Linked DNA regions of Mus musculus: region 1 is linked to region 2. Evidence: chromatin contacts called from public Hi-C data. All regions are on one chromosome and are shown on one strand. The core of a region is the stretch at or near the end of the contact, and the rest is flanking DNA. Distances in the headings are between cores, read along the strand shown. Region 1 overlaps Kcnma1 (potassium large conductance calcium-activated channel, subfamily M, alpha member 1). Region 2 has its middle 200 kb from the start of Gm10248.

Region 1 (4,423 bases), core at 644-3,143, 100 kb after region 2:
TCCCAAAAGGTCTTTCATCCAGCCTAGTTGACAACGGCTGGGTTTACCTGAGAACCCTGCATATTACCATGGTTGTGGCAAATTGTGGAAAGGGTCTCTATTCGTCCCTCACACTGGCTGTTCTGCTGGCTTCTTTTGCTTAACTTTTTCTTCCCCATTAGCTCCAGGCCTCTCATAAAGTACCCTCTTTGGTTAAGCACACATTTCCCTTTTATCCAGTCACTGCTGTTGGCTGGCATGGCTCCTCAGATGTGAGATCTGCAAGTTAATATGTGTTCGCCAGCTCTGGGGAGACACCTCGTTGTGGAGGGAGTCTAATGCCTGCTTCGATGCGAGGAGACTATTTATTTTCATTGTGAGTCTGAGAGATCATCCATCATAATCATAGCACATTTAGACTGGGATTTGTTCACTTCAATGGAACTGTGTTCAAAGCTTTACTCGGAGCCTGGAAATCTGTTCCCTGAAGAGCTGGGATGGAAAATGTCCCCGGCTTAAATATACGAATGCTGCGTAACGGAGAGCATTTCACATGGCTCAGGTCGCACAGGAAGATCAAGGATACGTTCTCTTTACAAAGAGGGACAGAAAATATATTTAATTATCCTCTCTTTGGGTTTTACCAATGTCTGCATATTTACAGAAAGCAGTTCTAGGAAAAGTAGCTGATCTCTCAGATATAATTCTTATCTCATGGCTTCTATGACTACATGAGAAATGAAAACAAAAGAGAGACTTAAGCTCACTCGCTTTCACGAAAGACAAACATGTTCAAGCAGCAGCGAGCCACTGCCTTGGGAGCACAAAGAGTCACAGGCTTGAACTTAACCTGCTTTCTGGCTCATTGCAATCTACCTTTCTAGCATCTTCCCATGCCTCCACACGAGCTGAATGAAGAGGTGTTCCTTTAAAGAAACCTGACTTGCCAGCTTCTTTAAAACACAAACAAGTTCGAGAATCTAATGTGGAATTTTTATAGGAGCCAAACTCTCCCAAGTCTTTGAGCCCTCGTAAAATTCAAGGGCTTGTTTTTGCGCATCCCTAAGTATAACACTTAATGTTCTGTTGTAACTTCCCAGCGCTCTCTTGTCTAATAGGCCCTGAATCTAACAGTTTTACAGTTTGGGGAGAAGAGTCAGCGTTAGGAAAATGTCAGGCAGGTCTAATGAGGCTTCAGATCCCCTCGTTGGCGCTGGAGTTTAATTTAAACTTACAATGATGTTTTAACATGTTTGCGTTTTCTTGACTAAAGAGGATTCATTATTTCGGTGACATAACCTCCAGACAATGCTCTGGGAATTGATTTAAGATGTGGTGGTAATTCCAACAGCCTTAATGCAGAGCTGAACATCTGTAACAACATTTCGCTCTCCTTCACATCAGCGTTCTGTTTTTAAGCAAGAGCAAAGCAACGTCTTCCAGAAACATTGGCCGGGGGCTGGGGCTTACTTCAAAATGATCAGATATTTTACAAGATTTTTTTTTAAAGCAACCCCTGCCTTTGTCTTCCTCTCCAGACTGCAAGTATTATGCCAGAGACCACTGGCGCTTCTTGTAAGGATCCGTGAGGTGGAGTGGGTAATGACTGTGACTTTCAGGTTGCCCAAGTAGCCTGTTACTTACATGGAATGAATCCACCAGTCCCCTCCAGCCCCGGGCATTTTCCCTCCTCCCTGTTTTCCCCAAGAGATTAAGGAGGGCAGAGTGGGGTGGGGTGGAGATGAAGCTCTGAGATTTAAAGGTGAGTTTGTTGGCTGGAGTTAAAAAATAGCTCAAAGCAAATAAACTCAGAAAAGTAATAAAAGGTAACAACTCATAAACATGAGTCAAACAGCTATCTCCATTACGTTATTAATGACCACATCTGGAGTAACCCACATCTGCACACACTTAGCAGATCATTAGTAATGTCATATTCACACTGGAGTCACTTAGAATAAATGGCATGCATAGTGGTATTGAACACAAAGGCATCAAACTGAAGGGGCTTCCTACTGAAGTCAGGGTGCAAGCTGCTAGTCGGAGAGTGGGGTTGTTTTCATGATCATCCATTGGTTTTGTTTTTTGGTTGTTTTTTTTTTTTTAATGGCTTTTCTCTTTCAAATTTTGTGGCCCAAAGAAGTTAAATGCATGCTGAAAGCCACAGTAGCTCTCTGTCTTCTGCAACTGAGCTTAGTGTGTTACAGTGAAACGCTGAGGGGTACCAGGCAACTGTTAAACACTGGGACAAAGCCCAGCACTCCTTCACCTGGCTTGGGCACGTGTGGAGAATTGGGAGTCGCATTCTTGTGCATAAATGGGTCTTTGTGATAGCGGGCTCTAGCTTCAACCTTGACTGCCAAACAATAAGGAGAGAAGAAAATTGAAATTAATCCCGAATGAAATTGTTCATTACAAAAGTTACCCACTGTTTTTTAACATTAAATACAACCATCATTTTGTGTTAGAATGGAAGTTTCTCCCTTGTGGCTGAATGGCAGATTTTCCCCACCCCCACCCCTCAAGTGTCCATCTAAAATACTCTCTGGAGGGGTGACATGTAAAACTTAAAGAAGACATTCTCCTTTATGCAGAAATTTCTAAAAGTATATAGAGCTCCTCTTCTCTCCTACAATGCACACACACACATACCCCAAAACTAATATCTTAGCAGGATCAGGCAGATTATCTTCTGGAAAGTACTGGAGAAAGTCCTGCTCAATACTGTTCATGTTTCATGTCTTTATCCCTCAGTATTAAACTATGGAAGGCCCGATCAGCCATCTTGGTTTTGATACCACTGCTCAGCTTGGTTTAAATCTAAATGTCATGCATTGGACACTCAGAAAGAGTAGTGTGGCCGGATCATTCAGGGCAGAGCTCAGAGGTAGAGTGCTTGCTTAGCATGAGTGATGGCCTGGGTTCTAGCCCCAGCATCACTAGAAAGGGGGAGATTGTGATGTGCCACGTTTCCCTGAGCCATCTGTACCATCAGTTCCATCAGAGAGACACAAGTACTTTCTAGAGTGGTCCTGTTTGATCTACAGCTGCTCTCTGGCAAACACTGAGGACAAACAGTGACCGCACAATTGCTGTTGTCAAGGTTAATAATAGCATGCTTCCTTTCCTCTCCTCCAAGACAGACCACAGAAGTCCCGGTGACATTGTCATTCTGCAGAGAGAGTCATGTGGACAAAAGGTCCTTGACTGACTGGAGTCCCTGAGAAATGTAAAGGCCTGTTCTCCATCAAGGAGTCTGGACTAATTAACACTTTGGGTCTTTATAATGTGGACACCAGGGGAAAATGGATCCTAAATGAGAGAAGGATGCCCCACCCCCACCCCCAGCATCCTGTCATATATACACAGGCTGGTAACAGGAAGTGGTGGTCCTTTAGAAATGACTGAAAAGCAATGATAATAAATTCCAGACAGATAACCCATAGTATGGGTGGGTACCATAACTGTCTATGCTAGTACCTGTTGATGAAGGATGATGCCTGTAGCTAGGAATTGCCATGAGTCAATCAATGAGACTGGGCACTAAGCATGGCTAAGACAAAGGGTGGGGGACATAGAGAAGTCATCCTTAGGATGAGAATTTCTGATCTGACATTCAGGGGATATAGTATCCAAGAATTCTTCACAGTCCCCTTACTAAGATCAATCAAGGAAAGTGGTTGTGAAAGATCATGGCAAGATATTAGTGTACAAATAATGACAAGATGAAGGATGTTACCCCACCACCATACTGTCTCAAACATACAAAACTCCCTAAAATTGAACAGTCACGTCTTCCTGTACGTTATCCAGCTGGGAAATCTCACAACCTGTAGCTGAAAAAACAGGAAACAGATTTATTTGTAAAGCTCGGAGGGCGTAGGTTATTAAAGGAATCTGTCATTATATAAAATGAAAATGGGCGGCTATATTGTACTAACATGGCACAGGGCGCACCCGCCCCGTGGAGAGCTAGTAGGACAGAAAGGGGAGGGTTTGTTGGTGATTTTCCATTTCTGGCTTTTGTAGTGCTAATAGAAGAATAGGAAAGGAGACTTTAAGGAACAATAGGTTATGTAGAAGTTAATCACAGGGTATATTTCTGGCTCTATTCAATGCCTAGGAAACCTGAATTATGTAAGTTTGAGTCCATCAATATAGAGTAATGGAAGAATTCAGCTCCTACACGAGAGAGAGAAAAAAAAAACTACATGAATATGTTAACAGGATCCATGTGACCTTCACTGTAATTTCTTTCTATAAATAGGAATAAAGACTCCTCTAGAATCAAACTAGATAGACTGTGTATTCCCATGGTACCCACAAATTCCATCCAATTGGATTGCATCTAGAATCTCGGGTCATTTATCTTCCCTGAACTCTGACCCTGCTGTACTTGCCCATCACTATGCACTCCTTTAGGACATCTAGTTGCCTTTGGCCC
Region 2 (5,127 bases), core at 48-2,547:
CTCCCCACCCACCATGAGTATCCCTACCCTACCCTGGCACATTATCACTGGAGGACTAGGCAAATCCTCTCCCACTGAGGCCAGACAAGGCAGTCCAGTTAGAGTAACAGGATCCACAGGCGGGTATGTAATAGATTCAGGGATAGCCCCTGCTCCAGTTGTTGGGGGACCCGTATGAAGACCAAGCTGCCCATCTGGTACATATGTTCAGGGAGTCTAGGTCCAGCCTGGGATCACTCTTTGGTTGGTGGTTCAGTCTCTGGAAGCCCCCAAGGGCCCAGGTTAGTTGAATCTGTTGGTCTTTCTGTGGAGTCCTTGTCCTCTTCAAGTCCACCAATCCTTCCCCCAACTCTTCTGGAAGACTCTCTGAGTTCTGTCTAATCATTGACTGTGGGTCTCTGCATCTCTTTCCATTGCTCAGCCTGTTCTTTTTTACCACCCAGGAAGACCAGTACAGAGGAGGCACTTCCCACAGTGTGTTGGGTCTTTCTAAACTCATTAGCAATTAAGAAAGTGCCCCCCCAAAACATGCCCACTAGCCAAAATGTTGGAGACAATTCCACTTGAGGTTCCCCTTTCCCAGGTCTATCAAGTTGACAACCAAGATTAGCTATTAGACTCAATATGTTGAGTAAAATGATAAATTAAATCTATGTGTATCAATCTGGAAGTATAACCAACTTATTAACATATTTTCTTATTTTAAAAGGCATATTGCAAAACCATTTTTGTGGCAAGGGTGCTGAATAATTTTTCTTGATCTTAGATCCCTTGAGTTTCTGACTTTTACCCTACATTTTAAGAATGGGACAGATCTGTAAGCATGAGAACCTGTCTCTCTTTTGGAAGGCTGAGCCTCAGCAATTGAAAATAGCACTATGCCCGATGTTTACATTTTGATCTCATCCTTGCTTTATTCCTTTAGCAAGCTGTGTATTCTGTTTGCCCTACGATTTTCTCCCAGGCAGAATCTATCTCGTCTGACATTGAGAAACAGTTAATATTGATCTTGGTGAATGGCCTCCTTTGATTTTTGCTACGGAGAGATCTCAGTAGAAATTCACAGATATTTTGTTTTCTTACCAAATGGAAAACCATGTTCCACAGTCATTGTGTCCTTTTGTCCAAGCCTACTGTTTTGCAACTCAGTGCCTCATCTCTTTCATTTGGCTTCTCTGTCACTATGGATCGTTCCCTAATATTTCATCCTTTATGCAGACTCCTTCCTTGGAGCTGAACTTGGCAGTAGAGTTTGCCTGACTAATGGAGACCATATGCTCTGCAATTACATTTCCCCAACAACATTCAGATTTGTTAGCAAATATTGAGAAGACAAGTTGAGACTCTGGAGCTCAAAGATCTGTGAGGAGTTGGCAGGAGAAGGTAAGCAAGTCTGCAGTTTCTCACTCCTGGCAATAAGGTCTGCTTGGGGCTGGTTTTGTTTGAGTACTGCCTCTGCTTTCTATTCTGTTGTTTTGATAAAACATCGAGAAAAAGTACATTTGGTAAGAATGAGGCTTTTTATTTTTTTTAACTTATGGGTTTAGTCCATCACTGAGGCAAGCCAAGGGAGGAACACAGAGGCAGATACTAGCGCATGGAGGAAAGTTGCTTACTGGAGTGGTCCTTGTGGCTTGTTCAGCTTGCTTTCATATACAATTCAGGATGACCTGCCCAAGGGCGATATTGCCTGCAGTGGGCTAGACCCTCCCACATCAATCATTAATCAAGAAAATGTTTCACAGAAATGCCCACAGGCCAAGTTGTTGTAGGCAGTTCTCAATTGAGGTTTCCTCACTCCAGATGGTTCTAGTCTCTGTTGCGTTGACAAAGACTAATAAGCATACGTACCCAGAGATTTGGCTTTCAAGGTATCAATCAGATTGTTCTTCAATAGCTAAGCAAACCTTTTATGTCTCTGTAAGGGCATGCTGTACTCTCTCCCACAGATCAATTTTTAATATGTGAACCAATAATTTATTACTTCAACTAGAGACCCAGAGTCATGTTATTACATACTGTTTTGTCAACAAGTCCCAATAAAGGAATGTAAACACTAACTAATGAAGTTAGTTAATGTTGGCTAATGAAGAAGGGTACAATCTCTAATGATATTAATTTTTGACAGTCTATATATAGTACATACATGGAACCCTCTCACCAGCATCTTCTTTTCTCAGAAGCCAGGTCAGTCTTAGACTAAGGAGACTGGTGTCCTGTAAGGGCTTCAAATCCACAAGATTCTGAAGATCTAGACTCAAATAGTATCATTGTTACTGGATATTATTGACTTGGGCATTTCATCTATGGGTGTGAAGAACAAGAAGGCCCACCCCTTAAGCAAGCTTCAACCCCTGTGTTTTGATGAGGAAGAAGCAGGGAGACTTTGCTCATTTGTATGAATAGCAAGGAAGGGTAGCTAGCATGGGAGCAGGTGGCAGAAGTGATCCAGTGTTGACTTCTCAAGGTTCTATGGAATGTAGGCAGTGTCTTTAGAGCACTATATTCTGGAGTCGCCTGTAGCAGCATGTGACCCTCTCAACCAGTGTGGCCCTGTATGACTCTGAACTTTTTAATGACACCAGCGTCCATTCCTCCCCAACACTGCTCATGCCTATGTTGGGAAGTACCCTGTCCCACAGTTGCAACTGAAGAAGCAACTTCATGGCTGCTTCTGGTCCACAATTTCACCTTCACAAAGGAGAAGGGGGTGAAATGGGACCTTAGGTAACCCTCCCCACACCCTATGGGACAGTTACAAAGACACAAGAAACACTCCTTGTTTTAGAACACAAATACATAAATTTTTAATCTGCGAAAAATACAAAATGAAACCATGTACAAGTTATGTACAAACCCTTTTTACAAGACAAGAGAGTTATCACTGGTTGTTACAGATGACAGAGTTGGGTAGGTCATTTCAGAGCACCAGCATTTATTCTCTTCTCCAGTTCCTGTCTGGTTACATAATTCATCATAGCCACAGTCACCATGCCAGCAATCAAAGTGTGAAAGACAAAGAAACAAACCACGCTCTTTTCCCTTAATGAATGTGTTGTAGGCTGACCTCTGCATATGGGTACCTCTGAATTGGTTTTTTTTTTCCCTTTGTCCCCTAAAGAAATCCCAAATGAAGGTTTTGGTGTTAAGTGGGGAAAAGTCTCTTTTCGGCATCTGTGTGGTGGGCCGTGAGCCAGACACTTTAGGCAGGATGTGATTGTACCACCTGGGAATGGAACGTTTTTAATTAGGATTTCCAGGCAGATCTGGGTTTATGTTTGAAATGTTGCAGTTCTGGTCAAATGTGTACACAGCGGAAGGAGAAGGGGAACGGCTCTGGTTTCGTGGAGACCTGGGGCTTGACTTGTCTCGTTATAGGGGCTCCTTCCCCCCATGACTACCTCCTCCTGGATGACTACCTCCTCCTGTCCTTCCCTATGACAACCTCCTCCTGGATGGCTACCTCCTGGATCCCTAGGGCAGGAAGTTCGGGGATGCTTTGACAGGCACATGTGTTGTGTGTGTACATTTCCATCGAAGACTCTAAACAGCAGGACAGGTGCTGTTTCCTAAGACAGGCCCTGGGGAGCTTCGGGGTCAGCTTTGGAGGACAAGAAGAAACACAGAAGTTTCTCATGGGATAAACAGACCAGGGGAAATCTCTTTTCAATGTAATATTCTACCTAGAAAGGAGCTCAGTTTTCACTTGGCCAAAAAGCATTCCTGTTTACCCCGGTCCAGAAAAGCCACCAGAACAAGGCGACCTTTGCATTTTGTGTATGAAGACTGTTGCAACTAGAAGGTTCTGGGTGTGCTATGCATGAGGGATGAGGTACAACGGGGGTGATATGAACTGATGAAAGGAGAGACCACCTCTCAAGACCTTTCTGTGGGTACTTTAGAGGGCATGCTGATGACCTGGGTACCCCGTGTACCCCATTTCCATGGTGTAAAAACTGACCGAGAATGACCTGCTACTTTCCCACTCATTCCAGTCTTCATGGCAACCACATGAGATAAAGACAAAAGGAGAAATTGGTCCTTACAGTCTGCCTCATTACTTCACTATTTCAGATCCCCTGTATCTCAACCCTCAGTTACTGGTTCATTTTCTCTATTTTAAGCCCTCCTTTCTGTTTCCCACTCTCCCAATACTAAAAAGATATTCTGTCCTAATCATATCAGCTTGGTTTGCTCCATTGAGCCCCTGAAAACTTGGCTATAGCCTCCAGACAGTTCTACTGACCTGTCATCTAAGCCTATGTTTTCTTCATTGAAAAACCTCATCCAGACTTCTCCCTTTATAATTACCTGAATCACAGGGGCGGGGGGGCTAAAGGGGGCTTCCTCATGATCTGGACCTCCCAAAACATCTTCTCAGCTGTTTGCATCTTCAGTCCAGAATACCTTCATGATTGAAATGGATCTCTCCCCTCCTTTTTATAGGGATGAAAGCAGCCCCTTTCTCAGCTGTCTAAATTCTTGTCTCACATTCTCATCTCTCCTCTTCTTTCTGTCCCTCTGCACTGCTCTGTCCTTGGGGTCTGCAGCAAACCATTACTTTTTATAGACTCTTTCAAACTGCCCATCCTTAGAATCCAAGTCAAACTTCCACAGCTGTCATGGTACTTACTTGCTATGTAGCCCATCCAATTAAAAGTCTTTATTGGATGCATGTTCTACATAACATGTCTCCTGTTGCCAAGAAGGGACACAAGCTGTCCAGCAACAGGTGCACAGGGACTACTCGATCAACTCATGAAATCATTGATCCATCCATGTTCCTGAATGAGCTGGGATGTTGCTCCTCAGCATACTTAACTCTGAAACACCGTCTAGTCTACAACGCTTGATTAACTGCTTCAAACTGCTTGTTTCTTATCTCCTGCTCTATTGGAGGGCAGTGTTCTAGCCATGCTTATTTTTTCTCTACTGGCTCTTTAGGGTGCTCCTTTAAGTTGGATTTCAAGCTTACTGCAAGCAAGAATGTGTCATACTCATTCCTCCAACTAAATTCTTGATTATTCTATGATTTTTTTTGGTGGTCTCCCTGGTGTCTGTTATTATATTAGTGTCTGTAAAATAGTATAACCAGCAGGACTCTTTTGTAAAATAATCTGAAAATCT

Evidence for each region. A called contact is a pair of places that touch in the nucleus more often than the background predicts.
Region 1: a Hi-C map of uterus shows a contact between it and region 2, with 1.6 times the contacts expected there. The contact joins two enhancer-like sites. A contact is called at or near these places in 1 of 39 promoter capture datasets (the 3T3-L1 cell line), 6 of 484 Hi-C or Micro-C datasets (the 3T3-L1 cell line, nephron progenitors and uterus), 2 of 115 datasets of contacts at active chromatin or transcription factors (embryonic fibroblasts and embryonic stem cells) and 1 of 9 other capture datasets (embryonic stem cells).

The regions. Positions count from the first base shown.
Region 1 is chr14:23,388,673-23,393,095 of GRCm38.p6, forward strand. The region is part of intron 19 of Kcnma1 (potassium large conductance calcium-activated channel, subfamily M, alpha member 1); the gene reads right to left. Among named protein-coding and RNA genes, the nearest start is that of 5430425E15Rik, 120 kb to the right of the region's middle. Within about 2 kb of position 1,894, at least 17 of the 459 cell types and tissues checked have an H3K27ac peak or open chromatin away from gene starts, as enhancers often do. A contact at or near this core is called in uterus, where this site is marked.
Region 2 is chr14:23,289,509-23,294,635 of GRCm38.p6, forward strand. It overlaps a transcript of Kcnma1 not described here. Among named protein-coding and RNA genes, the nearest start is that of Gm10248, 200 kb to the left of the region's middle. Within about 2 kb of position 1,298, at least 10 of the 459 cell types and tissues checked have an H3K27ac peak or open chromatin away from gene starts, as enhancers often do. A contact at or near this core is called in uterus, where this site is marked.